7 separate regions of the Mus musculus genome follow, and regions 2, 3, 4, 5, 6 and 7 are each linked to region 1. A link is a contact called in public Hi-C, HiChIP or PLAC-seq and promoter capture Hi-C data. All regions are on one chromosome and are shown on one strand. The core of a region is the stretch at or near the end of the contact, and the rest is flanking DNA. Distances in the headings are between cores, read along the strand shown. Region 1 holds the start of Dnal4 (dynein, axonemal, light chain 4). Region 2 has its middle 5.9 kb from the start of Gm46521. Region 3 holds the start of Pla2g6 (phospholipase A2, group VI). Region 4 holds the start of Maff (v-maf musculoaponeurotic fibrosarcoma oncogene family, protein F (avian)). Region 5 holds the start of Mgat3 (mannoside acetylglucosaminyltransferase 3). Region 6 holds the start of Tmem184b (transmembrane protein 184b). Region 7 holds the start of Csnk1e (casein kinase 1, epsilon).

Region 1 (3,947 bases), core at 739-3,238:
GAAAGAGAGGCCCATTGGTCTTGCAAACTTTATTTGCTTCAGTACTGGGGAACGCCAGGACCAAGAAGTGGGAGTGGGTGGGTAGGGGAGTGGCGGGGGAGGGTATGGGGGACTTTTGGGATAGCATTGGAAATGTAAATGAAGAAAATACTTAATAAAAAAATTTAAAAAAAAAACAACCTTGGATTCTGTTTTTGCTCTCACATAACACAGGGTGGCTTTGAACTCACTGAACCACTGAGCTCCTGATGACCTTGAACTTGTGATACTGCTGACACAGCCAAGCCCTTGGGTTGCAAGCATCACGACCTTGCCTGGCTTCTTGGAGCTTTCAGGGTGGCTGGCAGCACAGAGGTTGGGGAGTTGGATTGACAGGGATGGCAGCCAGGAAGCTACAGCGATCAGCCCAGAAAACAGGCCTAAGAGGCCAGAATGGTCTCAGGAATGGGGAGGGTGTGATACCCCACGGAGAGAGAATCAAGGTAACTTGATAACTTTCTCAGAGGGATGAGCCTACCAGAGCATGGAAGAAACCAGGTAGAACAGATAGGCAGGCCAGCTTGATGCTAGCAGCTGGCAAAATGCAAATGGAGACATTTAGTCAGGAGGAAAAGATGGCAGAGTCATGGATGGTTGGAAAAGGGAAGCTATGAATCCTCGTATCACTGTACCAACCTCTTTCAGTTTCCTCACTCCTGTACCCCAAGAATTCCTAGCCACAGGGGAAGAGCAGAGCCAGACAGCAGGCCTGAGGTTCATCTGCAGACAGTGGCTACTGAGTGGGATACTGCGCAGGAAAGCACTGGGCTCTTCCCAGGAGGGAAAGTGTGAGGTCATAACAGACAAAAAGAAGAAATTAGGGGGTGGAGGTCAGTTTATAAAGTGCTTGCTACAAAAGTATGAAGACCAGAGTTTTCTATCCCAGCACCCGTGTAAAGGGCTGGGTGAGGCGGCCATGCCTGTGAGCCCAGCATTGGAGAGGCAGCTGAGAGGATGGATCCTTGGAAGCTCATTAGCCATGAAGCCCAGTGGTGAGCTCCTGGCATCAAAGAGGGAGACCCTGTCTCAGACAATAAGGTGGAGAGTGATTGTGAAAGACACCGAATGTTGACTTCCAGCCTCCACATGTAACTGCACACACAGGAACGCACATACACACAGAAAAAAGACAAGTGAGCAAGTACCGTCTACACTGGACTGGACCCTTTGTACTTCATTTGCCAAAGGAGATGAACTTCAGACTATTGGCTTTATAGATGCACTGACTGGTGCCCAGAGAGATCTTAGGTAGTTCTTACCAATGGGAATCCAACTTAAGTTTGCCAAATTCTTTGCATTACATAAAAGGTTAGGAGAACACACATCCTAAGGGGCGTTGACAGTTAAGTCCCACAACATCATGCTAGGACGTCAGAGTCCAAAAGGCCTTTGCGACCATTCAACCCAATTTCGACTTTATAGATGGGAAGACTGAGTGCCCCCCGTCGGGCAATAGTCAGCCTAGAATCCCAGAGTATCGCCAAATCTCCAAACCAAGTGATCTGGGACGAGGCGATTTAGACCACCAGTCAGCAGCGAGGTGGTGCGGGGACAAAGTGCAGTGGGAGTCAAAACAGGGAGGATGCGAGGGCATGGAGCTAAACAGGACCCAAGATGAGTGAGGAGGAGCGGCCTGCAAAGTGGTGCTGGTGCGCAATGTCACTGCCAAGCTCCGTGGTCTCCTACGTGGGACAAGGGGAGGTCCTGGGCCGGGAACCGCGGGCTGGGGACCTAGGTGGGGCCTAGCGTTGGGCCAGGCCTTGTCCGCCCCGCGCATCCTCCCGCCCTCCCTCAGGGCCAGCCCTCCCCGCCGCGCTGCCCTCCGCACTCCGCGCCCTCACCTGCTCCCGCGGGGGCCGGAGCCGAGGCCACAGCCAGCGCACCCCCGCCAGGGTTGTCAAGGAGCGAGCCAGAGTGTCTTAGCAACCATCACGGAAGTCCCGTCCCGTCACCGGACGTTGACAGCAATATCACTTATTATTGGTGTAGAGAAGTGCCAATTAATTCCGAAGGGGCCTAGGAGGCCGGAGCTTACGCGAGGGGCGTGGCTTAAAGACCGAGGAGGTGGGGCTTCGCTCATAGTCGTCTTAAGCCTGCCGGAGCAGCTGCGGACAGGCAGAAGTAGTCTTTGTAGAGGAACAAACTTCTTAAAGCTGTATTGCCCTGGGAGTTTTCGACATCGAAAATGACAAATGCAGTTTGTTGGTGTCGTGACGCTGATCTGCTATTTTACGACGACCGCAGGAGCCTGATAACCACCAGAACTTAGGTAGTGTTTTAGTCCTTTACAGTGAGTGACTGTCTCATTGATTCGCAACACAGTGCTTACTGTTAACAGCATCCGTGATCCCGTCTGGGCCAATGTGTAGAACTAGAGAGACTGAAGGAAAGAATCAAGGCATAACCTCAGAGAAGGAATCCAGATCTTTCCCTTGTGCAAACCCTCCAGGGTTGCTTTGTCCCAGGGGCTGGGAGACACCTGTACCATCAGATGCAGTTGTCTGGAACCTGCTTCTGATTCTTGGAAAGAAATGACCAAAGAGTGTTAGAGCCTCTTGCTGAGGGGAAGGTGAAGAAGAAGAATGGATCAGTGGAATGCCCCATAATCTAAACATTTATTCTATGCGTATCATGCAATCATTAATGAAGCCCCACTAGCTGGTGATTCTGCGGAAGGCACAGTTCAGAAGGTATAGAGCCATGAGAAGAAATGGAATCGTTTCCGCGTGCTTCTATAGCAGAGACTGGCAGGGTACTGGCTCTTTTTAAGTGGGACAACGAGGCGGGAAGAGCCCAAGATGACCAGAATGCTAATGGGAGCGGGACAGCGGTAGCTCCAAGAGGCCTGGGTGCAGGGTCAACGTAGTAGGAGTGCAGGGTCAACATAGTAGGTCAAGTAGAGGGGAAGACAAAGAAAGAAGCAGGGCAGAAGAAAGAGAGGTTTGAAACACAAGTGGCCCCTGGTGTGAGGTGAGATAGAGTCATTGGTTGCTGGAGAGCTTTGGGGAGAGTGGTAACAAGGTCTGATCTGGGACAGTGGATTAACCTAGCTTGAGTGTACAGACCCAGAACACACACATTGGGCTTGGTTTGAGACTTGGCAGCAGGAATTCAGCTCAGCACACGACAGTTCCTAGCTAGCCTCCCTGGAAAGTTCTGACTGTCTGTGGCGAATCTTACTCAGCCTTCAAATTTCCTTAATCCTCTTTTCCAACTTTCTCCAGGAGATGAAGGGCAGCCTTTGAGGGGGATGACGCTCTCACTTCTGTCACTTACACAAACGACTCCCCCAAAGGGGTCCTTGTTTGCCATCCTCTCTTTCTCGCCTCCCATTCATTCTCCCGCCCACCACAATCTGGCTTCCACTCCCACGATGTTTCTGAAATTCCCTCTCTTGTGGTTACCAGTGACCTTCTGAGGAGCAACAGCAATTGTTAGACCATCTTCCTTCCCTGCTGGCAGCACCAACCGCAGAAACCTTCACACAGTTCTCTATCACAGAGGTAGTACCTATAGATCTTTCTGCAGTGCAGATTCCAGGATCTCCTGCAACGGAATGGAGGATCATAGGGTGTTTTTCTGCAGGCTACCTTGTGGGAGCTACTGGGTAACAGGGTAACCTGGCTCTCTTGTGTCCCCCAGACCTCTAATTCATTTTTGGCTCCCATCTTGGGCTCTTGCTTTGGTCCTTAATATTACTGTGTTTTTCTGACAAGTGGTTATTGTTTCCATAGGAAATGTCAGCCAAGGGCTTATGGTTTGCACATTTGCTTTCCAGCTGATAACACTGTTGCAGGTGGTGGAACCTTTGGGACATCAGACCTAGCTGGTAGGCAGCTAAGGAACATGCCTTGAAGGTTACAGCCCTGCCCTGTCCTGCCCTGCTTCCTGCCTTCCTCTCGGCTACT
Region 2 (3,947 bases), core at 423-2,922, 440 kb after region 1:
GCTTCACTTTCTCTTTTCTTCAGACAGAAGGAACAGGTTCTTTTCCCTAACAGCCCTGCGCCTGGAGACTTGGAAGATGGCTTGGTTGGTAAAGTACCTGGAGTCCAGGGATCAGGGCCACAGAAACAAACAAGCTAGGCTCAGTGGCACATATCTAGCATCCCTAGGACTGGGAAGGCAGACGGGTTCCTGGAGTTTGCTGGCCAGGCAGTCGAGCTAATGGGTGAACTCCAGCTTCAGTGAGACACCCTGTCTCAAATATGAATAAATAAATAAGGTGGAGGGCTGGAGAGATGGCTCAGTAGTTAAGAGCACTGACTGCTCTTCCAGAGGTCCTGAGTTCAATTCCCAGCAACCACGTGGCTAACAACCGTCTGTAATGGGATCTGATGCCTTTTCTGGTGTGTCTGAAGACAGCGACAGTGTACTCATATACATAAAAAAAATTAAAAACAAGGTAGAGAAGTGACTAAAGATGACACTGGACATGGACCTTAGCCTCTACATGCACATGTGAACCAGTGCACATCTGCTTGTGTGCACATCTGTGCAGGCACACAGTCTTGTGCTTGAGCTGGGCACGGTGGTGTGCTTCCATAATCTCAGCATTTGAGAGATAGAGGTAGGAACACTGTTATAAGTTTGAGGCCATCCTGGTCTACATACAGAGTTCCAGGTTAGCCAAGATTTTGTTACTTACTAGATCTTTCTCAAAGTAAAGCTAGTGGGCCTGGAGAGACTGCTCAGAGCTTAACAAGGGTTGCTTTCTAAGGGGACATGAGTTTGATATCCAGCACCCACAAGTTACCACAGCCATGTGTAACTCCAGTTTCAGGGGACCTAGAGCTCTCTTCTGGTCTCTGTGGGCACCAGTACAAGTTTGCAGTGTCCTTACTTAGACACAGACAAAATACTCATAAGATTAAGAAAGACAAATCTTGGCTAGGTGATGGTGATGTGTGCCTTTAATCCCAGCTCTCAGGAGTCAGAGGCAGGAGCATCTCTTGGGACCTGAGTTTGAAGCCAACCTGGTCTACAGAGAGTTCCAGGATAGCAAGTACTACAGGAGAAACCCTGTTTTGAAAAATCAATACAAATGAAAATCTTTAAAAATTTTCTGAGCCAGGCATGGTGATGCACACCTTTAATCCCAGCACCTGAGAGGCAGAGGCAGGTGGATTTCTGAGTTTGAGGCCAGCCTGCTTGTCAGAGTTTCAGGACAGCTAGGACTACACGGAGAAACCTTGTCTTGAAAAACCAAAACCCCCAAACAAAATAAACTCTTGGGCTTGGATCTTGTTGGCTTCCGTTAGGTCTGTTGACCATCCTGAGCAGATCTGGATGACTTGGGTGGAATCTCAGATCAGTTTAGACGCTTAGGAAAGTCAGAGTTGAGCCTTTACTAGTCAAGGAAGAGAACAGATAGTTTTCTGAAAGAAATGAGGACAAGATGTCACCCTTGGCACCTCAGCTGTCTATGTCCGGTCTCCTCAGCACCTAGCAGCCCTCCCTTGCTCACGTCCGGCTCCTGGATGCTCATCTGTCAGATGGGGTGTGTGTATTACAGGTCTCCAGCTGCGGTGGGCAGTTGTGTGTGCGCGCGCGCATGCGCCTGGCAGCAGAGTCTGAGCTTGGTGGAGGTTTAAAAATCCCCTGTGCCCCTCCCCCTCCTTCGATGTGGTATACGTGACACACGGGTCATGCATTTCCTCCCTGGGCTTCTTCCCTTCGCCCCTGTGACTCATCTGTTTTTCTTTGCCTCTTCCCGCTTCTTCATTGTCCTGCTGACCTTCTTATCTTCCTAGAAATCTGTCTGCTCTGCCTGTGGATCTCAATCCCCAACAAAGTAGGGCTGGTTGCACCTCTCCAGGGAGCCCTCCCTACTCAGCGCCCAGCTCCCTGGTCAGCTGCCTGTTGCAAGGGTCCCAAGGCATCGAGGTCTCCTGAGACTCGGCAGGGCCAGTGTGGAACTCAGCTTCCATCTGAGATTACTTCCCTGTCCTCTCCATCCTGGTCTTGACCACTCATTTATCCAGTGCCATCAGCTGGATATGGGGAGGTATCCTGAGGTACACACACACACAAACAGTAGCTACTCTTTTGGAATGTTTTGGAATGGCTTTTATGTGCCTGGGACAGATATGACTCAACAACCCAGGAGTATGAGGCCAGCTTGGACTGCATGTGACCCAGTCTAAAACAAAAACAAAACAAAACCCCAAAAATAACCAAACAAAAAACCTACAAAGAAAAAAGAAACACTCAGATACGGTATTACACACCTTTAATCCCAGCACTCAGGAGGCAGAGAGAAAAGCAGTCAGATCTCTGTGAATTCAAGGCCAGTTTAGCCTACACATTGAGTTCCGAGACAACCAGGGGTAAATACTAAGACAACACCAATACCAACAGTACACCTCCCTATCCCCACCCCCACACTCACACACACACACACACACACACACACACACACACATTCACACACACTCACATCTACACCACCATGCTTGGCACACATTATTTAATTTTTGAAACTTTTTGTCTGTCTATTGAGACAGGTTTCTCTTTAGACCAGGCTGGCCTCAAACTTACAGATCTACCTGCCTTTGCCTCCTGAGTCCTGAGATCACTAAAGATGTGCACCACTCCAGCCCAGTAGCCAAAAATCACATTTAAATCAAATTTACATAAGTTATGCAGAGTTCCCTCTTTTAACTGGGGAAAGCAGAAGAAGTGGGGCAGGGCTCAAAGCTCACTGGTGGGGGTGGGGAGAGGACCCAGTAGAGAAAGTACTTGTTGTACAAGCACGAAGACCAGAGTTCAAATCCCCAGTATTCATGTAAATGCCAGGCAGGTGTGGTGGTCAACCTGTAAGCCTCAGGAAGTGGAGACAGGAATTCCCCGAAGCAAGTGAGCTAGACTAGGTAAATCAGAAAGCTCTGGGGTCCGGTGGGAAACCTGCCTCAAGAAATATGGTTTGAAAGACCCTGCATCAACCTTTAATCTCTCTCTCTGTCTCTCTCTTTTTTTTTTTTTTTTTTTTTGAGACAGGGTTTCTTTGTGTAGCCCTGGCTGTCCTGAAACTCACTTTGTAGACCAGGCTGGCCTTGAACTCAGAAATCCACCTATCCTCTGCTGGGATTAAAGGCTTGTGCCACCACTCCCCAGCTAACCTCTAATCTGCATATGCACACACACCATATGCATACATATGAAAAAAACAAAAAACAAAAAAACCCTGCCAGTCTGCCCAGGTGACACCCCTTATCACCGGTACCCCTGGGGCTTTCTGTTCTTTTGAAACAAGTTTTTCTGTTGAATTTTCTCCTGGGCACCACCCAGGGCATTTCAAGTCATCTAAGGAGGCCATTCCATGGTAAGTTCCCGAGTGCCATCTTCATGGCCCAGAACTTTTGTGTCTTCATTTTACGCGTAATTCTGGCTCTCTAAGGCGCCACACAGTGGCAGGTTCTTCAGACTTCGCAAGGTTAATTGTCTCTGCTATGCCTTCCTGAACCACAGGCTAGGCTGAGGCTCTGGGCTTCCACGACGTCTCCAGTACTATATCTACATTGGCCTTTCTACTTGGCCTCTTTTCTGTGCCTGTCTCCTACACTTGAGGACAAACAGCTCCTGGTATACTTCAATAGCTGTCTGAGGAATGAATCCCCAAGCAAAGGAGGAGGGACTGTCTCCAGCCCAGTCCCGGGACAAATCCCCTAATACTCTTGTTTCCAGAATGTTCTAACCAGCCTTGAGGCTGAGGTTCTGTTACACAAAACCTACTTGGCACATCGATTAAGAACGCTGACTGCTCTTTCAAAGGTAATAAGTTCAACTCCCAGCAACCACATGGAGGCTCACAACCACCTGTAATGGGATCCAGTGCCCTCTTCTGGTGTGTCTGAAGACAGCTAGCTATGGTGTACTCGTATACATAAATTTTT
Region 3 (3,947 bases), core at 655-3,154, 450 kb before region 1:
GAACAGTGTCTGCCATGGTCCCTTGGGCATAGCTGCCTGGGGCGGGTCACTGCCACTGCCCTCAAAGCTGGAGAGATTCCAGGAAGTTAAGAGCACTTGATACTCCTGAAGAGGACTCGGGCTCAGCTTCCAGTACCTACACGGCAACCCACACCTTCTTTAAAAAAAAAAAAGATTTATTTTTTATTTTATGTATGTGAGTACACTGTCACCGACTTCAGACGCACCAGAAGAGGACATCAAATTCCATTACAGATGGTTGTGAGCCACCATGTGGTTGCTGGGAATTGAACTCAGGACCTATGGAAGAGCAGTCAATGCTCTTAACTGCTGAGCCATCTCTCCAGCCCCCACAAGTCCTTTAATTCCAGATCCGAGTGAATTCAGCATGCATGGAGTGTACTTACATAGATCCGGGAAAAACATTCATATGTATAAAATAAAAATAATTTAAAAAAATAAATAAACTGGGGACTCTCTACAGTGAAAACCTAGCCCCAAAGGTATTAGCATGACCCTGGCAAAGGAGGTCACTGGCCTCCCTTCCCCAGGCTAAGCAGGAACAGCGGGCGGGCGCTAGCTACATCAATATTTGCTCAGTGGAAAGGGAGCAGAGAATAAAGGTAACAGAAATAAAAGCGCCTGGTTGTCAGGGTGATTAATAAACACTGAAAACATGAACAAAGGGGAATGCTCTCCCTTTGGTCCTCTCTCTCCCTATCCCCCAGCCCTTTCCATCCTGCCTATGAAACAACAGCAAAGCAGGGAGCTTGTACAGGGCCACACTGGTCACCAAGCCTTGTCTTCTACATCTTCTCATTCAAATACTGAGCCTCGTGGCAGTCACTAATGTGGGCAGAAAATTCAGTCCTATCTGGCACAGTGAGAAAACAGACAAGAACAGAGCATGGCCTCCAAGCTCCAGAACCACGTGAAGGCAGAGACCAGAACAAAACACTGCACTAGTCTAAGGGTGGAGCTTCAACGAGGCCAAACCAAACCTGCCCAATCCTGTCGGGCTGGCAAGAGGGCAGGTGGGGGAACTTTAGAGGAAGGATTGGTATTTGTTTGCGATCATGTGAACTGCCCATTAAAAATACAGGCAGAGATCCATAAACCCTTGTGCCCTCCCAGTCGCACTCACACCCAAATCCCTAGTCACAGTCACCTGGGTCACAGGCTCCTAGTCGCCAGCTTCCAGGTCATCGGAGGGAGCTGGAGGTGAACCCAGGATTGGAGGCTAGAGAACTGGGAAAAACACACGGGGGAGCAAATGGAAACCGGAGGCACAAGAGAAGATAAGCAGGGAGTTAGAAATGGGGGCTCAGGGGTTGGGCACAAAGGGACGGACGCAGGAAGCAGGTGGCGTGGGGGAAATCGGGCAATGAGGCAGAAAACCAGGAGCACTCAGAAGCGCAGAGAGAGGAGCTGGGGACAGTGGACAGTCCAGGGTGAAAGTCGGGCAATGAATTGGGAGAAGGGTTGATTTTGGAAGTTGGGAAACTGAGGGCGGCAACGGAGAAGAATGCGGTCACCGGATGGGAGTTGGGGACGCCAGGGGATGAAAGGACAGAAGCCGGGAGCACTCAAGGAGGCCAGATAGGAGTTAACGGAGGACATGCCTCAGAGTCGCAGACACGAGGCCGGTCCTAAGCAGGGTCCAGGTGACGACATTCAAGACAGGGGCACCAGGAGGTTTGGGAAAGGGCCGTCAGGCCCCGCCCCCGCCGCGCCGTCACTCACCTCGGCTTACTCAGCACTTCTCAGCCCTCCTACTTCCGCAAACTGACGCGCCCCGCCCACGTGACGACACTACGGCTCTCCACCAATCCACCGAGCCCATGCCGCAGGCAGGCTGTGGCCCCGACCCCAAGCGTGGACCTCGCACGCGGTCAGGCGCCGCCATCTTCTATAACTGCCCAATGGAAGCCGCTTCTGTTGCCAGGGGGCGGTCGGGCTTCTGACTGAAGCCAATTCTGCGTGGCTGATGGGGGCCATGCCTCGGGCGGGCGGAAGTTTCTCGTGAGGGCAGTTTGGCTGACGTGTTGATAAAGGGCAGGAGGCTGTTCCCGGCTCCCTTCGACCTCAAGGAATCCAGGGTGGCTCGGACTCTGAACTTTTCTGTTTCTGGCAACACATGAAGATAATAAGAAAGAAAATCAATAAAGCCACAGGATATAACCGGGAAGAGCCTGCTTTGATGTTGCCAGGTTCTCCCAAACCAAATTGCAAATAAAAATATGGAATTAACGGTTAGGTTGAAATAAGACAAAATAAAAAAAACTTTCAGGTGGGGAGGGAGGTAATACGCGCGCGCATATGTGTGGTGGGTGGTGGCCAACATAGGGTTTCTGTAGACCAAGCTGGCTATGAACTCAGATTGCCTGGTGTGTGCCACAAGCTTTTTTTTTTTTTTTTTTTTTTTTTTTTTTTTTTTGAGATAGGGTCTCCCACTGAATCTGGAGCTCCCCCACTGGGTTAGCCTAGCTGGCTATGGAACTCCAGGAGGCTTCTTGTTTCCTCTTTCCCAGCTTTGAAGTTTAAAACATTTACCTTTTTCCGTGGGTGCTGGGTATCGAACTCAGATCATTGTGACAACTTCACAAGCACTTTTCCTACTGAGGTATCTAACCAGCCCCCGAACAAGCCTAGTGGCAAGTGATAAAACTGTATTTGTTGCCTACCAACTCTACCTCAAGATGCCAGGCAATTCTGGGTGTGGTTATTGCACACGTACAATCTCAACATTTGGATGCTGGATCAGGAGTTCAAACCCAGCCACAACTAGTTCAGTTGAATCCCAACCTGGCACTCTGTCTCTCAATAAATAAATGAATGGATGTCTGGAGGAATCTTAGCACTTTTAGTAGGATTTTACTTGAATGACCTCTGTGAGGCTGAGAAGTAGCTGCGGTTGCGTCTGGGAATAGGTGATTGTCACTGAGAAGACTCAGACCTCATGCCTAACTATCATGGAATTCCAATAGATGGAATTAAAGTGAATAACGCGGGGGCTGGTGAGATGGTTCCTCGGTTAAGACCACTGGCTGTTCTTCCAGAGGTCCTGAGTTCAATTCCAGCAACCACATGGTAGCTCTCAACCATCTGTAATGGGATCTAGTGCCCTCTCCTGGCATGCAGGCATACATGCACACAGAGCACTCATACCATAAATAAATAAATAAATAGATAGATAGATAGATAGATAGGTAAATAGATAAATAAATAAATAAATAAATAAATAAATAAATAAATAGTGAATAAATACATGGTTGGTAATGCTGATTTTAAGGACTGCTGGAGAATAGCCAGGAGCCTGGGTTTGGTGACTCATTTACTTTGGACTAAGCTGCTCTCTTCCCCATCTCCAGTCTACCAGCTTCGGTTGAACCTTTACTTTCTTTTTTTTTTTTTTTTTTTTTTTTAAAGGAATTATTTATTTAATATACATGAGTACACTGTAGCTGACATAAGACACACCAGAAGAGGGCATCAAATCTCATTACAGATGGTTGTGAGCCACCATGTGGTTGCTGGGAATTGAACTCAGGACCTCTGGAAGCGGAGTCAGTGTCCTTAACCGCTGAGCCATCTCTCCAGCCCCGAACCTTTACTTTCTTAAATGAGCCTTGAGCTAGGGGCCTAGCGAGATCTCCCCAGGCTGTTCTCTGTCCTGATGCTCTTCTTAGTCTCTCCACAGACACAAATAGCCAGTTGCCAAGCAACCAGAGCAACCACCTTTCTAGGTTTAGTTAAGAACCTACCCAGGTTGCCAGGGGCGTTGGCATACACCTGTAAGCTTACCACTTGGGAAGGAAAAGAACGGTTTCACAAATTCAAAGCCAGCCTGGGCTACATAGCAAGACTTTTTCTGAAAAATACAAGTAAAAGATAAGTAAGAGGGGGGCATGTGGGGGTGGGGAAGGAATCAGGATGTAGAGTGGATA
Region 4 (3,947 bases), core at 449-2,948, 430 kb before region 1:
CATTGTGCTCTCTTGGAACAAAACAAGAAGGAGGAGGAGGAGGAGGAGGAGGAGGAGGAGGAGGAGGAGGAGGAGGAGGAGGAGGAGGAGGAGGGAAGGAAGAAAAAAGAAAGGAAGAGAAAAGAAAAGGCAGGTTTCTCTGCTTTTGTCTCTTAATTTCTACCAGTGTGAACACTCCAGGCTTGCTCTGTTTAAATGCTGAAGATGTCCCAGACTTAGGCAGTGGGAGTGGCCTCAGGCCAGGTCTTTCAGGAAGGCAGCTTATCAAACAAAGAGTAACCTGAGCAGGCCAGGGTCCAGACAAGTGCCCACACTGACCTGCCTTCCTCTGCAGGCTGTCAGAGGGGATGGAAGTGACACCCTCAACCGGTCTCCCCTTTCATCTCAAGTGAGCAAGAACTCCGAGGTTTCACGGGTCCTGGGTCTGGTAGCCTTGTTTCATCCTGTGACTCAGAGTTTGGTAGAGGGGGTGACAGTGTGCAGTCTGGCAGGACAGCCAACAGGGAGGCCTCAGCTCTCTCACCTTCATTCTACCCACCAGTCCCTCTTACCAGAAAGATCAGTGACATGGGCAAAGATCTCACTGAAAGATAAAAAGATGTGATAGATCCCAAATCATTCTCTCCTCCAGCCACTTGAGCTCTGAAGCCTCTTCTCCCAGGATACCATTTTTTGCGGGGCGTCTCATGACTCTGCCACTGGAAAGACAGTGTGAGAAGGCCAACCCCACTGCTAAACGCAGCATTGCACAACATTGCTTGGCCATTACCAAAAGATCGACTTCTGTGGGCAGTAGGGTGTGGATGCAGAAGCCTGGCTCCCTGTTCTCCTAGGCTGAGGATGTGGGCGATGGATCTAGCCACATGGGGTCCTCACTGTCATACAGGTCTACTGGATTTCTTCATTAGTTGAGCACCTACTATTTGCCAGGCACAGCCTCAGCTCTCTAGAAGGTAGGAAAAGGGTGTGTGGGGGGTGGGGGAGGGTGGTGAACAGGATTGTGTATTTTCTAGAATTGAGAACTTGAGTTCAGAGGTAAATTTTTTGAACACCTTTTTCTTATAACTTGTGTTTTCCTTAAATTCACTTATTTGTTATGTGTCTGTGTGTGAATGGACCCATTCCACCGCTCTAAGTACGTAGAGATCAGAGGTCAGCTTTCTGGAGTCATTGTCTCCTTCCACCTTGGAAGTTGTGGGGTCTGAACGTTAGGCATCAGAGTTTAGTAACAAGCAAGCACATCGACCCACAGGGAAAGCGTCCCTGGGGCGAGTGGAGGTAGGGTTGAAGATATGGAGCCGACACCACGTGAAGACCAGGGGTAGGCAATTGCTGTGGCTTCGGAAATACAAACCTACGGTTCACAGGTACAGAGAAGGCACTTAAAACCACGAGACTGGATGAGGTCATCCGGACAAAGGATGTAGATCGACGAGAGAAGAGGCCAGACAGTGAACTGTAAAGCAAAGCAAATGACACCTCCACCCACGCCGTTCTCCAGAGGTGTCACGTGAATGCATCCAGAGGACACAGTCCCAGCACGGAGAACCGTGGCGGCTCTGGCTGTGGGCTCCTACAGCGGGGTCTACTGGGGGCGGCGCCTCACTCGGGCGTGGGCGGGGTCTCGGCTCCAGGCGGCCGCTCTGGGGCTTGCTGGCGGCTGGGGCGGTGACGTCACTGCATGACTGGGTTTTTATGAATGAAAGGAATCCTGTGCGTGAGTAATTCCGGGAAGCTCGCCTTACAACTGCGCGCGGCTCCAGCCCCCTTCGCCGCCTGCCCCATAACAAAACTCGGAGCGGCGCTGCGCGGAGCCGGGTTCCTAGTGAACTGCGGTCCCGATCGGAGAGGAGTGGGGCTCGAGAGCGGCCAAGGACCGCCACCGCGACAGCCGCGACAAGCACGCACTGAGCGCCGGGCCTGGCGGAGAGCGGTAAGGACGCGTCAGGGACGGGGACCGAGCTCCAGAAGTGTGAGCTCCGGGTCCTGCCTGGGCGGCGCGTGGTCCTCCTGCCCCTTCGGCGCCCCCTTAACATCAGCTCCCGGAGGGGCCTCCGAGGGGCTGGCTGGGAGGCGGTGCGCGGGCCCCGGAGGAAGCCGGGGCGGGGGCGGGGGCGGGGCGTGCACGTACGTGACTCGGTGAGAACAGTCCCTGGAGCCGCGCCCAGCACCTTGTGTGCGCGGTTTGTTTACGTCTCCCGGTGGCGTGCGTGCGGCTGTGTTCTTTGGGGAGCGTCCTGAGTTCTGCGGGCTGCGTGCACACGGTGTACTTCGGGGTGTGTGTTTGTGTGTGTGGCCGCACGCGCTCCTTGGAGACTGACACTAGCCCAGTGTATCTTGAAGTGGGTGCGCACCAGTGTCCACTGGAGCAAATGCGGAATAAGGACCCGAGCGAAGGAAGTGGCCCGATCGGTGGTCACACCAGGTCTGGAATTTTTCTCCCGCCCCTTCCACCCTCCGTCATCCTCCCCCTTTCCACCAGCCGGGACTGCCCGGTCCCTGTTGTCTCTGGAGTTTCCCCTGGCTGGAGCCATGTGACATCAGTGTTTGTTCCTCGCCCAGCGCGGGTGCCTGCAGCTTAGAATAGAGCAGAGGTTAGCGAGCCAGTCTTCTCCTGGCCACCTGGTGGATCTGGGAACCTAGTACATGGGAGTCCTTCCTTAGCCCCAAGTTTTCCGGCTCAGTATGGACTGTCCACCCCTGGATTGTCCCATTCTTCCAGTCTCAGGAGAAACAGGCAAGGCCAGAAAGTTTGTGACAGATTGGAGAACACAAGGCTCCCGGACTATTCTGTTGGCGACTGTGGTTGGTCTGGGTGTCTGAGGCTGCACCTGCTGGGTCCAGGAGGATGGCATGAGGCCCACTGTCACACTCCTCAGGTTGGACTCCTTAGACTGGACCTCTGTGTAGACCGATCGGTGGTCACACCAGGTCTGGAATTTTTCTCCCGCCCCTTCCACCCTCCGTCATCCTCCCCCTTTCCACCCTGGACCCCAGGGCTACTTAAATACTGGGCCAGCTGGCACACCTGGAGTCTACCCATGCCCAGCAAGATCAGCAGCCAGTGCTAACCCCTGATCTTCCTGAGGGAAGGGTTAATGTGGGAGAGGAGCGCTGCCTGAGAACACCTGTTCTGGGAACCCCCGTGATCCCACTCAAGACTTTCCCTCTTACCCCCTCCCCCACCCGAGGGTGCTGGAGTCCGAGGAGGTGGCAACTGAACTAGTTAGGGGGTGGAATCAGTGATATTTTAACTTTGAGCCCAGTGAGTTCTGCTACCACTGTGAGGATTCCAGGGTCCCCATCTGCAGTATGATGGCAGGAGAGCTCTGCAAGACGCTCTGGAAGCTGAGATGCACAGCCTGTTTTCCAGGGGAAACAGGGAAAGCAGAGGCCATCCCAAGGACCGGGGCTGGATAGAATTGGGGGTTAGGGGTTTGCAGCCAGGCCCACAGGAATCATGTGGGTCCATCCTCAAACCTCATCAGGAAACATCTCCCAGTAAAGCTGGGGGATCAGAGGTGAGGGGACGTGGCTAACTGGCTCACTGACAGATGGAAACTTAGCATTGAAAGATGGTTTTCCCTTGAGTCTCCAGGGGACACTTTTTTTGTTTAACAAGCATTTTGTCTGCATGTATATGTTTGCACTGGGTGTGTACCTGGTGCCAGCAGAGGTCAGAAGAGGGTTTTGGGTCCCTTGGAATTGTAGTTACCAGTCATGTGGTTGCTGGGAACCAAATCTGGGTCTTCTCTGTAGGAGTGTTCTTAACCACTGAGCCGTCTCTTCACCTTATTTATTTTGGAAAGGAGGACAAATTTATTTGAGCTCATGGTGTGAGGGGGTATATGCTCACCGTGGCAGGAAGCGTGGTGGTCAGACCAGTTTGTCTGTGGCTGTGGTGGTACGGGGCTGCTGGCCCCCATCTCAGTGCCCCTGGAAGCTGC
Region 5 (3,947 bases), core at 622-3,121, 400 kb after region 1:
GCCAGGGAGGGGCATTTGCTATCCTGGACCATACCCAGGACGGCCTAGGAAGTCACTTGCTATCTCTGAAGGGCTGGGGAAATCTGTACTCACCACACTGTCCCAAAAGACCAGGAAAGAAACCCCAAGACACGGAGGCGGACTTTGGTATGACCCTAACCGAGACAGCTCCTCCTCCTTCCCAGAGGCCTCCCAAGAAGCTTGGGAATTTGGAAAAGGAAGGAAAACAAAGATCCAAGGGTGAGTGGGGGGTCGGGGTGGGGAGAGAGAGCAAGCAGCAGGTCTCCAGAACCTTCCAGATGTGTCCAACTCTGTGCAGGGCAAGGCCAGGCCATCTCTTTTCCTCCACACAACTGCAGGGGGTGGTACTTCTCATTGCCTCCTAATGCAGAAGGCTCAGGGCAGGCAAATGGGAGTGTTTTGCATTATACTGAAATCAAAGGCCATGCAAGTTGTGTGTGGAATATAACCTATGGTAACTGGCTGGCATATGGGAGGGTCTGGGTTTCATTCCCAGCGCCACAATAAGTAAATACATTCAGACAAATTGATAACCTTGAGAGGGAGACAAGTTATAGAGGTGGTGTACTGGTTTTTAGGTCACAACAGAATGCCTCAAATCAAGAAAAAGTGTCAGGGCTGGAGAAATGGCTCAGTGGTTAAGAGCACCCTTCCAGAGAATCTGAGATCAAGTCCCAGCACCCATGTCAGGTGCTTCTGACTGCAATCCAGCAGGGCTCTGGGGATATTTAGATCATTTAGAGCCGGGTGTTGGTGGTGCACGCCTTTAATCCCAGCACTCAGGAGGCAGAGGCAGGCAGATCTCTGTGAGTTCAAGGCCAGCCTGGTCTACAGAGTTGAGTTCCAGGACAGCCAGGGCTACACAAGAGAATCCCTGTCTTGAAAAAACAAAATAAATAAATCTATCATAGGTGACCTGAGTGCTAGAGATGCCCATTATAAGCAGCATCCTGGGGGTGGGGGGTGGGGAAGAAGAATGGAGAAACCTCCAAGTCTGGGGTTGAATCCCAGATCCAGCACATTCTGTCACCCTCTGCGCCTCATGGGTGGCTTTGTGCATTGATGAAGAGGGTGGAGGCAGAAGGATGTACAGAGGCCAACACATCCGAGCAAGACACAAACTAGCACGGACACTGTGTCGACCCAGTACCCAGTGTTTTAGACGCTTTCCTGTACCAGGCCTCTGCATAGGGCTACAGTGATGTACACACCGGTCAGGACTTTGTCACACCACCACACAGGAGGCCTGTGCCCCCAGCCACAGTATGCCCACAATCACGCCACAGTACGGATCTATCTACACACCCCATGCACATAAGGGCCAATCTATCACACGCTGCAGAACACAGACACACAGATCCACTCACACGCAGAGCCCGACAAGCACTTTGGCCAGCTCCGCCTCACACAGCACACACACCCGCACAGGACGCCCGGGCAGTGGGCCGGCGCACGCACGGTCACAGGCAGGGCACGCGCACACTCGCGCGTCCGATTGCTGCGCACACACACACACACAGAAACACACACATACACACGAAAGAGGCGCGGGGCGGTGGCGGGAGCTCGCGGTCCAGGCGCCCCTGGCCCGGAGCGCGCAAAGCCCGGCTGGCGGGGGAGGGGACGCGGCCGCGCGGGGGCGGGGCGGGGGCCGGCGGGAGCGGGCACCTCCAGCGCAGCGCTCGGCCTCGCCGCCGCGCCCCCGCTACCGCCCCGGGGTGCAGTCAAGCGGCCGCGCCGGGCCCGCGGGACGGGGTGGAGGTGGGGTGGGGGGCGGGGATCGGGCCGGGCCCGGGCCGCGCTGCCTGCGATGCCGGGCGCCCGCCGCAGCCGCCGCCGCCGGAGCCCGGGATGGGGCGAGGAGAGGCTGCGGCGGACGCCAGCATCTCCCCGCCGGGGACCCCGGGGGCCCCGGAGCCGCCGCCGCCGCTGCTTCTACCGCCGCTGCTGAGACCCAGCGGACGATGGGTGAGTTGACCCTGGAGCCGGGGACCCGCGCCGCAGCCCTGCATCTTCCCCGCACCCCAGGCCTCGCCTCCGCGTCCTCCCCACTCCCGTCTCCCCCCGTGGTGGTCCCGCAGCCCCGGGGGCGGGGGCATGGGGCCGAGTAGGGGCGAGATGTGGGGGACTGCTTAACCGGCGCCCCCTGCCCCCACCCGCCTGCTCTCCGCAGCTCTCCGTGGCCGCGGGGCAGAGCCTGGCGCGGCGACCCCCTCCCTTGGCTGGACCGGGGTGGGGTGGGGGCGTCCCGAGGCGCGGAGCTCCAGCCATGCTTTGTGCGCTGCGCTCCCTTCCACCTCCGGCGCAGCTCGGGGCTGGGGGCGCGAGGCCTCAGCTCTTGCCTTCCCCACCCCCGATCCCGGGCTGCTGCGGCTGCTGGCCGAGGCCCAGGCGCGGTTGGGGTGCTGGGCGAGTGTGGGGGCTGTGGCTGGAGCTGTAACTACAGCTGCCTTAGTGGGGAGCAGGGAAAAGCTTAGCATGAGAGGCCCCCACCTTCTACTGGGGAGGGGTCTCCCTCTCTTTGCACTGCACTGCCCAGGGCGGAGGAGGGCTCCTGGCTGGGGGAGGGCGCTATAAATATCTACAAATAGTTCTAGAACCGGGCTGGGGTGGGGAGGGGAGCTTGCTTGGTTGTGCTAGTGGCGGGGGTGCCTGAGCTGGGGCGCAGCATCTCTGACTGCTGCGCCCCAGTCATCTCCGATGGCCTGAGGTCTGATGATGTTCCCTCGCCTGCGGAACTCAGAAGGGGGATGTAGGCAGGAACATTTTCCCTACTGGGATTTTTCTGTGGTCCTCCATCATCTCTGGGACACGGGTGCAGAAATGCCTTCATGGGGGATTGACCTGGAGGGACACAGTTATTAAAGGTCCAGGCAATGAGCCAACCGTGAGGATGACAGGGAGAGCAAGACAAGGCTCTCTCCTTCTGGGAGCTGGCAACTCCAGGATTATTAGTGCTGCCCAACGCTAAGGAGATAGGCAGGGTTTCTGGGAAAGTTAGAAAGAGGGGCTCTTTGCTCTAGGGAGGAAGAACCTACTGGAAGACGGAAAAGTTCCCAGGGCTGAAGAAATAGTAAGAGAAAGGACCGAGAGATGTGCTCTCTGGTGTGTTGAGAGATGGTGTGTAGCATGGTGGGACACTGAACCACGAGGAGAAATGAGCTGAAGAGTGGGTATCCATGTGTGGCCAGCTGTGGTTGTATAGTGATTAGTACTGTATGTTATGGTTGCAACAACCATGGTTCGAATCTGAGTCCCAACACCAGTGATAGGACAAATGCCGTGAGAGGTGAGGTGGGGGTACTTTTGGCAGGTGGTGCCAAGGTGTGCCTTGGAGTGTGGACATGAGGGATAGATAGATGGAGGCAGACACACAGGGAGACAGAGATAAGAGTTCTGACAGAGATGAGAGAGCTCTGGGGTGACTGGAGCCCTATTTTATGGGCAGCACCTAGCACACCTCGTGCACCGGCATAAGCTGCTGTTAGGTCCCCGAGGGTACGCCAGTGGGAACGCCTGATTACCTCTGAAGAGCGCTTCCGAACAGGATGGCCAGGTAGAGAAAATGTGGATGTCCACACCAGGAAGCTAGGACTGGCTCCAGGGGACTGCAGGGAGCTAGCTGTTCTTGGCAGGGATTGAGCAAATGGCCTCAGCGGCCTCTTTTGGAACTCTGTGTGTCTTGTCATTAGTGCTCATCAGTTACCCCATGCTGTGCTGTGAGGTATGGTTGTATGTGTGAGTGTCTGTGTGTGTGTGTATGTGAATGTCTATGTGTGTGTATATGTGTGTGTGTATATGTATGTGAGTGTGTAGGTGAGTGTCTGTGTGTATGTCTGCGTGTATATGAGCGTCTATGTGTGTCTGTGAGTATATGTGAGTGTGTGTATGTGTGTGTGAATGTCTATGTGAGTGTCTGTGAGTGT
Region 6 (3,947 bases), core at 440-2,939, 370 kb before region 1:
AGAGCAGTGAGCCAGCAGGGCCGGGAGACAGCCCTCAGCCGGGCGCATAGTAGATGCTCAGTAAGTTACAAGGCAACTTGGGCAAGACCCAGGGATGAAGGATGCTACCAGAGCCTACTAGTCCCACACTGACAAGGGAGTCACTTAATCCCCATCCCGTCCCACCCCACCCGCCTTGACCTGCTGCCTCAGTTTCCTAACCCACATCTATGCCCGATACATTATTGGCACAGCTGCCCTGAGAACAAACTGGGAAAATACACATGGAAAGCAAGAAGTCTCTGAGGAATGTTAGTCACCCAGCTTTGGCTCGACTGTCCCTTTGTACTGAAGCCTTTTTTTTTCTTTTTCCTTTTTTTTTTTTTTTTTTTTTTTTTTTGCTGGCTTGTCCATCCCCCCCACCCCCCACCCCCCAGCACTGAATCCACCTCCATACTCCTCAGTCTTTTGTCTTCTGTTTCTGGAATCCCTGTGATTCTTTCCAATTCTGATTCTGCCCCAAGCACCTGAGAGCTCTTCGATGCCTCGATCCTCACATCTGTGTGCGGGGTGAGCACCAGTCTAGCTTCTGGGGCTCCCACACCCAAGGGTTCCAACTCCGGCCCTGCACAGAACTCTCAAGATACTCAGATGTGCCGAGCCCAAGGGCCCACCAAACTTGTTGACACGAAGAGGGATGCTGCAAACAGCCTGTCAAAAAAGCCAGACCGTGGAGACCTGCACCTCCCCCTGCTGCTGATGCTGGTGGGGTGTGTGTGTGTGTGTGTGTGTGTGTGTGTGTTGGCTGAGTCTGCAGCACTTGCCTCCAGGGCACAGATTGCTACTTCTCTCCTTACATAAAGCACCTGGCAGCCAGATGAATAATACATAGACCTTCACCTCACACCCAGGTATCAGGCAGGCAGACACCTGCTTTGCCCCACCAAGGCCTCCAAGGAGGGAGGGATGAGATGTCCCGCCTCATACAGTCCTCCAAGAAAGGATACAAACTAAAAATCCGAGCCCGTTCCCCAGACTCCCTAGCTTTGCCACTGCCTGGAGCTCCTTAGCCCCAAGCTAAGCATCCAAGCAAGGTGTCCAAGGGCGTGCCCAGGCAAACAGGCACCACACACCCAAACCAATCTCTAGGGTTCCTTTGAACACCCAGCATCCTGGGAGCCCCAGATCCCTATCCCCCTTCAAATCTACTGACCTGTGTGCAAAGCGCGCGCACACCCCCATTTACGCATGTACCGTCTCAAGGGCCGACCACCGGGCCAGGTCAAAGCCACTGCACTGAGGACCGACGTCTCCCCGCCCCGTTCGGTCGTGCCAGGCTGCAGCACACCCACCGCGGTGCGCACAGTCCCATCGGTAAGAGGCTGGGCCCCGCGCCGCCCACCCCGACTCCCCCACGAGCAGGTCCGGTTACACTCAGGGCCCCGCCACGCTGGCGAAGCGGGCACACCCACGGGCCGCTTGGGGGCCTCCGAGTCCCTGCCTCCCCGCGGGAAGTCCCCAGAGTGGAGTTCTCCCCAAGGTGCAGCCCCCGCCCGGTCCCCGTTCATCCCGTGCATCCGCCGCCCGGGTACCTCAGGAGCCCATGGCGCTGGAGACTGCAGGCGGAGCAGGCGGCGCCGCAGCCCGGTATCTCGGCCGCCGCTGGCGCGTCCCGAGCCCCGCCGGGTACCGCCGCGCCGCGCCTGCGCACTAGGAACGCCGCTGGCGGGGGCGGGGCCGGAGCGCGCCGCTGAGGTCACTCGCCGAGCCTTAAAGGGGCCGCGCGCTGCGAAGCACCACGCGCAATCTCGGGTCAGGAGAATGGTGAGGTCCTCTTGCAACTCGCAAACGCACCGCGAGAGACCCAGGGCCCAGGTTTCCTAGTCCAGTCCCACCCACCACAGTCCTGGGATGCACAGTCTGACCCGCGGGATACAGACTGTCCCGGACACTCGCGAGCTAGCTTGAGTTTCAATTCTCTGAAAGCCTTGTATATGCCAACGCTGAAGGTGAAACGAAATCTAGTTGACGTTTGAGACAGGGAGGGTGAGTGTGAGACTGTGGAACGGACTTCCACGGAACGTTTTGTATAGTTATGCAAAATGAAACTGCTCTAGTGGAGCTGCCCCACCTCATTCCTAGCAGCCTAACGAACCGATTCTAGAGGAGTCATTCCAGCCCCTACCCCACTTTGATTTGTGAGGTCCTCGTCTTACCCAGATGACTGAAATGTGTAATATGCAACCAAGTTTATTTTTATCTCCAGCTCCAAATGTCTACCGACGCCTCTTACTTAGCGGGCTCAGCTGCTTTCCCCTCCACACACATTTCTTCTTCACAGCATTCCCCAATCCCTGCTTCCAGTCTTCAAGCCAGAAAGTCTAGTATTATCCTTGAGTGCTGCCCTCCCTCTCCCCCTCGTCCCATCAGCTTGGGCAAGACATCCTGTATCCCTAGACTCTGACCTCCACACTACTGAACTGCTGTCATGTCCAGGCTCTGCCCAGGTACTGTGAGCATCTACTTAGCCCGATTTTCCAACCTTGTCCTCGGCGGGTCTGTGCCAATGTGAGAATCAGGGATTCCTTTAAAAATCCAAATCGTTGGAGGAATGCTTGCTTACCATTCACCAGACCCTCAATATAATTCTTTGCACCAAAGTAAACAAACAAACGAACCCACCCAAGATGAACTATATGGCACTTTGCTCAAAACCCTTAATTAGTTCCTCATGCCATTCCAAATGAAGCCAACATCTGCAGATCTCTGCACAGCCTTGATCCAGCATCACCCTCCGCAGGCATGCCTGGCCTCATCTCCTTTTCCTGAACACTGACCTCTTGCTTTCCCTACAACCAAGTACAAGCATTCAGCTTCCATGCCTTTGCACCTGCTGTCCCCTCTGCTGGGGCTACAGTTTCCCCAGACATGTCTTCAAAGTCTTGCTTGGCTGGCTTTACTAGGGAAGCTGAAGCAGGATTGTTCTGAGACAAATACCTCCTTCCCAGAGTAAGATTGCTGAGCCCCTCACCTGCAGTCCATAGTCAACATCTCACTGTGCCCTGTTCTCCTAATAAAAGTTCATTTCTAACACGTATCGATTGTTTTCCTATCTTATTATCCATCTTCCTAGTGAACAGACTGTTGCATTAACTTTGGGGAGATACGTGCCCCAAATAGGAAGGCACCCAAACAAACCAAAGATTCTACACATCTCCCTCCATGAACCTGTGAGTTTATTGGTCATACTATGGCAATGTGGGTGAGGGGTGGGGTTACTGGCATCTGTAATATGTAATTCCCCTCCCCTCACCCCTGTCCCCAAATGACCTTTGGGAGTTAAGAATTCTTGGGAGGTAGAAAATTCTAGAAGCAAGCCACTCCCATAAAGCTGGGGGGGGGGGGGGCTCATTACCCATGCTGGACTGGGACTTATTTCTTTCTTCTTTTTTGTTTGTTTGTTTGTCTGTTTTTAATCACCCTTAAGAAGCAACCGTTCACTCTTGCTCCTATAAGCAGCTGACAGACTCGTTGACTGTTCTTTAACCAAGCTAGATGGAGCAGAATCATTCCTTTATTCTGTGGTCAGTCCCTTCCCTGGGATGAGGAGACATTTGTTCATGTCTCCCCAGGAAAAGTGCATGCAGCAAGGATGAAGATGTCTGACAGTTTCTTGTTTCCTGATGAAAATTAGTATGCTGCACTGGGAGTACTGGCAAGCACGTACTGAAAGTATCTGTAACATGGACAAATATAATAGCTAGGTCCTAAGGGGGAAGCTCGGGGTACTTGAGGGGCCTGAGTTCAGCCCTCATGACTACATGACTGAAGGAGAAAACCAGCTCTGACCTAGAGGCACACACAGTGACATGAGTGCACACACACACACACACACACACACACACTAAATAAATAGATAAAATTTTTTCAAAGACAAAAAAAGCCAAGAATAGTAGCCTTTAAATGCA
Region 7 (3,947 bases), core at 796-3,295, 330 kb before region 1:
AGATGGGAACCGGAGCCCAGAGTGGCCTTGCTACCATCCCCACAGAAGCTAGCCAATGGTAGAAATCTCACCTAGGACCAAACAGGGGTCCAGCTGGCCCACCTGGTGGCCTCCTACCCAGAACTTATTTCACTCCAGGCTTGAGAAGTAAAACCCTTCGGTGAGACAGTGACTGCTGGCTTGCTTGGGGGTAAGGGGTGCTGACCCTTTCCCTGTGCCAAGCCTGCCCCCAGATACCAGGCCTGGAAGGAAACCAGGAGAGATTCACTGGGGCTCCTCCATCAGCCCCAGAAGCGAGAGAGCCAAGCCAGGAGAGACACCCTAGCCTAGTACTAAGTCCCCGAGAGCCACCACTGTCCTTCTACCAGCCACAAGGAAGTGGCTGCCGCTGGGTGCCAGCCAAACTCTGGGCTCTCCCATCATGGGTCTTTGCCCACATGGCTGAGTTGCCCTGATTGCCAAGAACAGGACTGCATATCTGCAGAAAACCCACCAGCCTGGCACCACAGGTCCACACATGGTCCAGCTTGCTAAGGGCACCCGCCAAGGGGAACATGGGAGTAGAGGCTCACACTTAGGATCCCTACAGGAAAGGGGGGGCTGGCTGTGTACTCACAAACACCCCCCCCCCCCAAAGCCGGGTTTCCACTAACGCCGACTCAGAGACCATACATGGCATCTGGGAAAGCCACAGGTTAGGAAAGGAACATAAATATACTGCATCCTATATTACATAAATACCCACGCCAGGTTATATAAATACCAGTGCCCTCTGTCTGGGAGTCTTACATAAATACACTGCACATGACCCCCCAAGCCCCTCTCCACTCACGGCTCTCTGCACAATCACCAACCCTGAAGGACCCTACCAACGCCAGGGTCTCCCCACCCTGGAGACCAGAGCCCTGGAGTCTAGCGTGTCCCAGCCCTCCTCCACTTAAAAGCCCCCCTCCACCGCCACCCCAAGAAATTGACTTTGGGGTGGGGGCTCCTTCAGGAAATCAGAGTAGCTTTCCAATTCTTCACTCTGTCCCTTACGGGAGGGGTGGGGGAGGGGAATAAACAAAGTTAAAAAAAGGGGGGGGTGGCCATGAGGAGTCAAGACTTCTCAGCTGGTTAGAAAAATTACAACTACAAGCAGCTGGGCACATGGGCAGTCCCGTGTCACCCTGCCATACACACACACCTCCTGACACACACACCACCCACCTTCCACAGGGCCAAGACCCTGGTCAATGAATCAGTAGAATAAAAACTGAAGGAATGCCCTAAACCTAGGAAAGGCGTCCCAAACGCAAGTATTCATTGGAACTGCACCCCCTTCTCTCTCTCTCTAGACCCCCTTTCCAAAGGGAGGCTATGCTAAGAAATATGTGGGGAAACTCTGGACAAAGTAGGGGGAGGGGGTGGCCTAAGTCGCAGCCCTGCCTCTGAGGCGCCCAGGCACCCAGCTTTCACAGGCTTGAAGCACAAGGCTGTCTCGCACACCGCAATGAGAAGCCAAGCGATAAATAACCCCCTCCCTTCTTCTCGCCACAAAGGAAAACAAAGCCGGTGGCCCGGGTGACCACGCACCCCATCACTTAGGACCCCCGCGCGCCCCCACCCTACGCGAGAACGGCCTCGGTGACCCGGAGCCCAGGACACAGAGGAGGGGCCGAGGCCGGCCCGGAACCCGAGCGCCCCCGGGACCCCAGCCAGGCCCCTGCCGCAGGTCCCCCGCCCCAACCCGGGGCCGCCTCGGTGCACCCGGCGGCCTGCGAAGCGCCCGTCCCCTCCGCGTCCCCGGCCGCGCCTTTGTCCTCACGGGCGGCGCCCCCAGCCCTGCGCGGATGCGCGTGTCCGCCCCGCGCTCGCGCAAAAAGAAAACACAAAGAGGCGGAGGGAACCCCGCTTCCCCGGCCCCCGATGCTCACCGCGCCGGGGCGGCCGCCGGGGCGGATGCCAGAGGATTCGCCGGGCCGCGGGCGCGCCAGCCTCTCCCCGGCCCGCTGCGCTGCGCTCGGCCCGGCCGGGCTCAGGCTCCGCGCTCCGCCGCCTCCCGCCGCCCGCCCCCGCCGCCGGCTCGCGCGCTCCCTACCCGCGCGCGCGTCCCCGCGGTTCCCATTGAGCCCCGGGCCCGCCCGCTGATGTCATCCCCCGCCCGCCGCCGCCGCCCCGGAGGATTTAAAGGGCCCGCAGCCCCCGGAGAGCGTGTTCTGACGCTGCCACCCTGGGTGAGGGGCACACAAAACTAAGATTTCCTATACTCAGGCCTTGCCCTATCTCCAGCCAAAGCTGCGGGGACCCCCGAGAGAATCAGCTGAGACTCCTGGCACTGCAAAAGAGATTTAGGGCTCAGTAGCCTGAAGGCTGTAGAGAACACTGGCCAGGGGCTTTGGGAATAAAGCATAGGGACTGAGGGGCGTGGACAAGGACCAAGGATGTGTGGTCAGAGAAAACTCCAGGCAGACACTTTTCTTTGCTCTGTCCTCTGCCGTTCAGATCCACTGTGACAGTCCCTCAGATTCCAACGTAGTTTCACCCATTGAGCCCCCTGCCCCTCACCAAGAACTCACACGTGAGTCAGGGACCCAGAGGTGCTCATTCAACAAAGTCATCCCCCAGACAATGCCTGAATGTCCTTAACTGCAAACGAGGAAGAAGGACCATAGCCTTCCCAGGTCATGGGAGAGTTAATGAAGGCTTCCCACCAGCTTCCAGCTCCACCATGGAAGGTCCCAGCACAAGGCTATTAAAATGATATTTACAGTGGGTCATGCAAAGCTCCAACTTATGACACACCTACATTCTCTCTCTACACACACACACAACTGTTACTGTGGACATAGTACCTCTGATCACCCCGGAAGCACATCTCAGAAAGAGTCACTTCATAATAACCGCATCTTCTCCCCGAGGCTGAGGAGATTGCTGGGAGACCTATAGACCAGGTCCTATCACAGGGCAGGAGGGCAGGATACTGTGGCCCAGAGAGGGCAAAAGGTCTGCCCAGGCCCACACAGCCCAGCAAGATGGCCATGTTCATCTGGTGGACCTGGGGATGCCGATCAGAAGACCAGGAGAATGAGGAGGAGCTGCCTCCAGAGGCCTCTGTGATGGTAAACCGGGCAACTGGCTCTCTCTGCCCAGGTGGTGGACTGAGCATGGCCCGCTTGGTGCTTTTTGGCTTTGCGTTTGTCAATTGATTCACAATTGGCAGGTTTTGTATGACAGGCCCGCATTCTCTCCTGAAGCCTTGGCCACGCAGGGCACAAATCCTCACCAGAGGCAGCTGGTCTGGACAGCAGTCAGCCTCAGTGGTCAGAGCCCAGGCCGTGGGGCCTTGGCAAGACTGAGCAGAACACAGCAAGCATCAATGTCCTCCTAGCAATGTTACCACCCAAACCTTCCAACATGGGCCCAGCTTTCCAAACGTAGGCCTGTTCTGCTGCAGCGCCAGGAGAGGCATTCAGCTCATTTAACCCTCTCCAGTGAGGACAGCAGACAGAGTTGATGTTCACTCTGTGGTTTCCAGAAAGGGAATTGGAGGTACCTCAGCCCTCACGCGGGGGTATGGATCAAGGGTGAACCTGTCTGGAGATGGAACTCAGCCAGCGCTGCCTAAAGCCACTCTCCTCCCCTTCTTGGTCATCGCAGGTCCTTTGGAACAAATCTTCCGTCTGGAGTCCACTGTCCCAGCTTCCCTTCCTCATCCTGTCACCTGCCCTCCATTTCAGGACTTGCAGCCTCTCCCAGGCCCACACCCTCCAGCTATAGACTCTCTGCTGGGTATCCAGGGGTAGCTGGTCTTAAAAGTCCCCAGTTCTAACACACACACACACACACACACACACACACACACACACACACACCAGGCCTTCAGAAGAGTACAGGGTGGCTGGACCTTCCTAGACTCCCTCTCCCAGATCTACCCCCCTTGGAAGGTGGCTCCCCACACAGCTGCC

Evidence for each region. Hi-C and Micro-C count contacts between places; a contact is called where the count stands out from the background. HiChIP or PLAC-seq counts read pairs in DNA pulled down with a chosen protein or histone mark. Capture Hi-C pulls out chosen DNA fragments and counts their contacts.
Region 2: an HNF4G HiChIP or PLAC-seq map of pancreatic cancer cells shows a contact between it and region 1. The contact joins the enhancer-like site here to the promoter of Dnal4 in region 1. A contact is called at or near these places in 1 of 39 promoter capture datasets (hematopoietic stem and progenitor cells), 1 of 484 Hi-C or Micro-C datasets (B cells), 3 of 115 datasets of contacts at active chromatin or transcription factors (embryonic stem cells, pancreatic cancer cells and stem cell-derived neural progenitor cells) and 1 of 9 other capture datasets (liver).
Region 3: a contact with region 1 is called in an H3K27ac HiChIP or PLAC-seq map of extraembryonic endoderm stem cells, with 4 times the contacts expected there. The contact joins the promoter of Pla2g6 here to the promoter of Dnal4 in region 1. A contact is called at or near these places in 1 of 39 promoter capture datasets (pre-B cells), 1 of 484 Hi-C or Micro-C datasets (B cells), 4 of 115 datasets of contacts at active chromatin or transcription factors (bone marrow-derived macrophages, embryonic stem cells, extraembryonic endoderm stem cells and 1 more) and 1 of 9 other capture datasets (pancreatic islet).
Region 4: a contact with region 1 is called in a promoter capture Hi-C map of adipose tissue. The contact joins the promoter of Maff here to the promoter of Dnal4 in region 1. A contact is called at or near these places in 1 of 39 promoter capture datasets (pre-B cells), 3 of 115 datasets of contacts at active chromatin or transcription factors (bone marrow-derived macrophages, embryonic stem cells and pancreatic cancer cells) and 1 of 9 other capture datasets (adipose tissue).
Region 5: a contact with region 1 is called in an HNF4G HiChIP or PLAC-seq map of pancreatic cancer cells. The contact joins the promoter of Mgat3 here to the promoter of Dnal4 in region 1. A contact is called at or near these places in 4 of 39 promoter capture datasets (cranial neural crest, frontonasal cranial neural crest, liver and 1 more) and 4 of 115 datasets of contacts at active chromatin or transcription factors (embryonic forebrain, embryonic hindbrain, neural tube and 1 more).
Region 6: a contact with region 1 is called in a Hi-C map of regulatory T cells, with 2.6 times the contacts expected there. The contact joins the promoter of Tmem184b here to the promoter of Dnal4 in region 1. A contact is called at or near these places in 2 of 484 Hi-C or Micro-C datasets (B cells and regulatory T cells), 1 of 115 datasets of contacts at active chromatin or transcription factors (pancreatic cancer cells) and 1 of 9 other capture datasets (adipose tissue).
Region 7: a contact with region 1 is called in a promoter capture Hi-C map of liver. The contact joins the promoter of Csnk1e here to the promoter of Dnal4 in region 1. A contact is called at or near these places in 1 of 115 datasets of contacts at active chromatin or transcription factors (pancreatic cancer cells) and 1 of 9 other capture datasets (liver).

What each region holds. Positions count from the first base shown.
Region 1 is chr15:79,772,479-79,776,425 of GRCm38.p6, forward strand. It overlaps Dnal4 (dynein, axonemal, light chain 4), which reads right to left and starts at 1,989. Exons shown (of 4, transcript NM_017470.2): 1 at 1,881-1,989. It overlaps Gm30977 (a long non-coding RNA gene), which reads left to right and starts at 2,050. Exons shown (of 4, transcript XR_875488.3): 1 at 2,050-2,308.
Region 2 is chr15:80,217,764-80,221,710 of GRCm38.p6, forward strand. No RefSeq gene overlaps it. Among named protein-coding and RNA genes, the nearest start is that of Gm46521, 5.9 kb to the right of the region's middle. Within about 2 kb of position 1,673, at least 161 of the 459 cell types and tissues checked have an H3K27ac peak or open chromatin away from gene starts, as enhancers often do. A contact at or near this core is called in embryonic stem cells, hematopoietic stem and progenitor cells and pancreatic cancer cells, where this site is marked.
Region 3 is chr15:79,326,467-79,330,413 of GRCm38.p6, forward strand. Pla2g6 (phospholipase A2, group VI) reads right to left here and starts at 1,905. Exons shown (of 17, transcript NM_001199023.1): 1 at 1,169-1,905.
Region 4 is chr15:79,345,822-79,349,768 of GRCm38.p6, forward strand. It overlaps Maff (v-maf musculoaponeurotic fibrosarcoma oncogene family, protein F (avian)), which reads left to right and starts at 1,699. Exons shown (of 3, transcript NM_010755.4): 1 at 1,699-1,933.
Region 5 is chr15:80,171,850-80,175,796 of GRCm38.p6, forward strand. Mgat3 (mannoside acetylglucosaminyltransferase 3) reads left to right here and starts at 1,872. Exons shown (of 2, transcript NM_010795.4): 1 at 1,872-1,989.
Region 6 is chr15:79,401,614-79,405,560 of GRCm38.p6, forward strand. Tmem184b (transmembrane protein 184b) reads right to left here and starts at 1,690. Exons shown (of 9, transcript NM_172608.1): 1 at 1,572-1,690.
Region 7 is chr15:79,440,012-79,443,958 of GRCm38.p6, forward strand. It overlaps Csnk1e (casein kinase 1, epsilon), which reads right to left and starts at 2,046. Exons shown (of 11, transcript NM_013767.6): 1 at 1,917-2,046.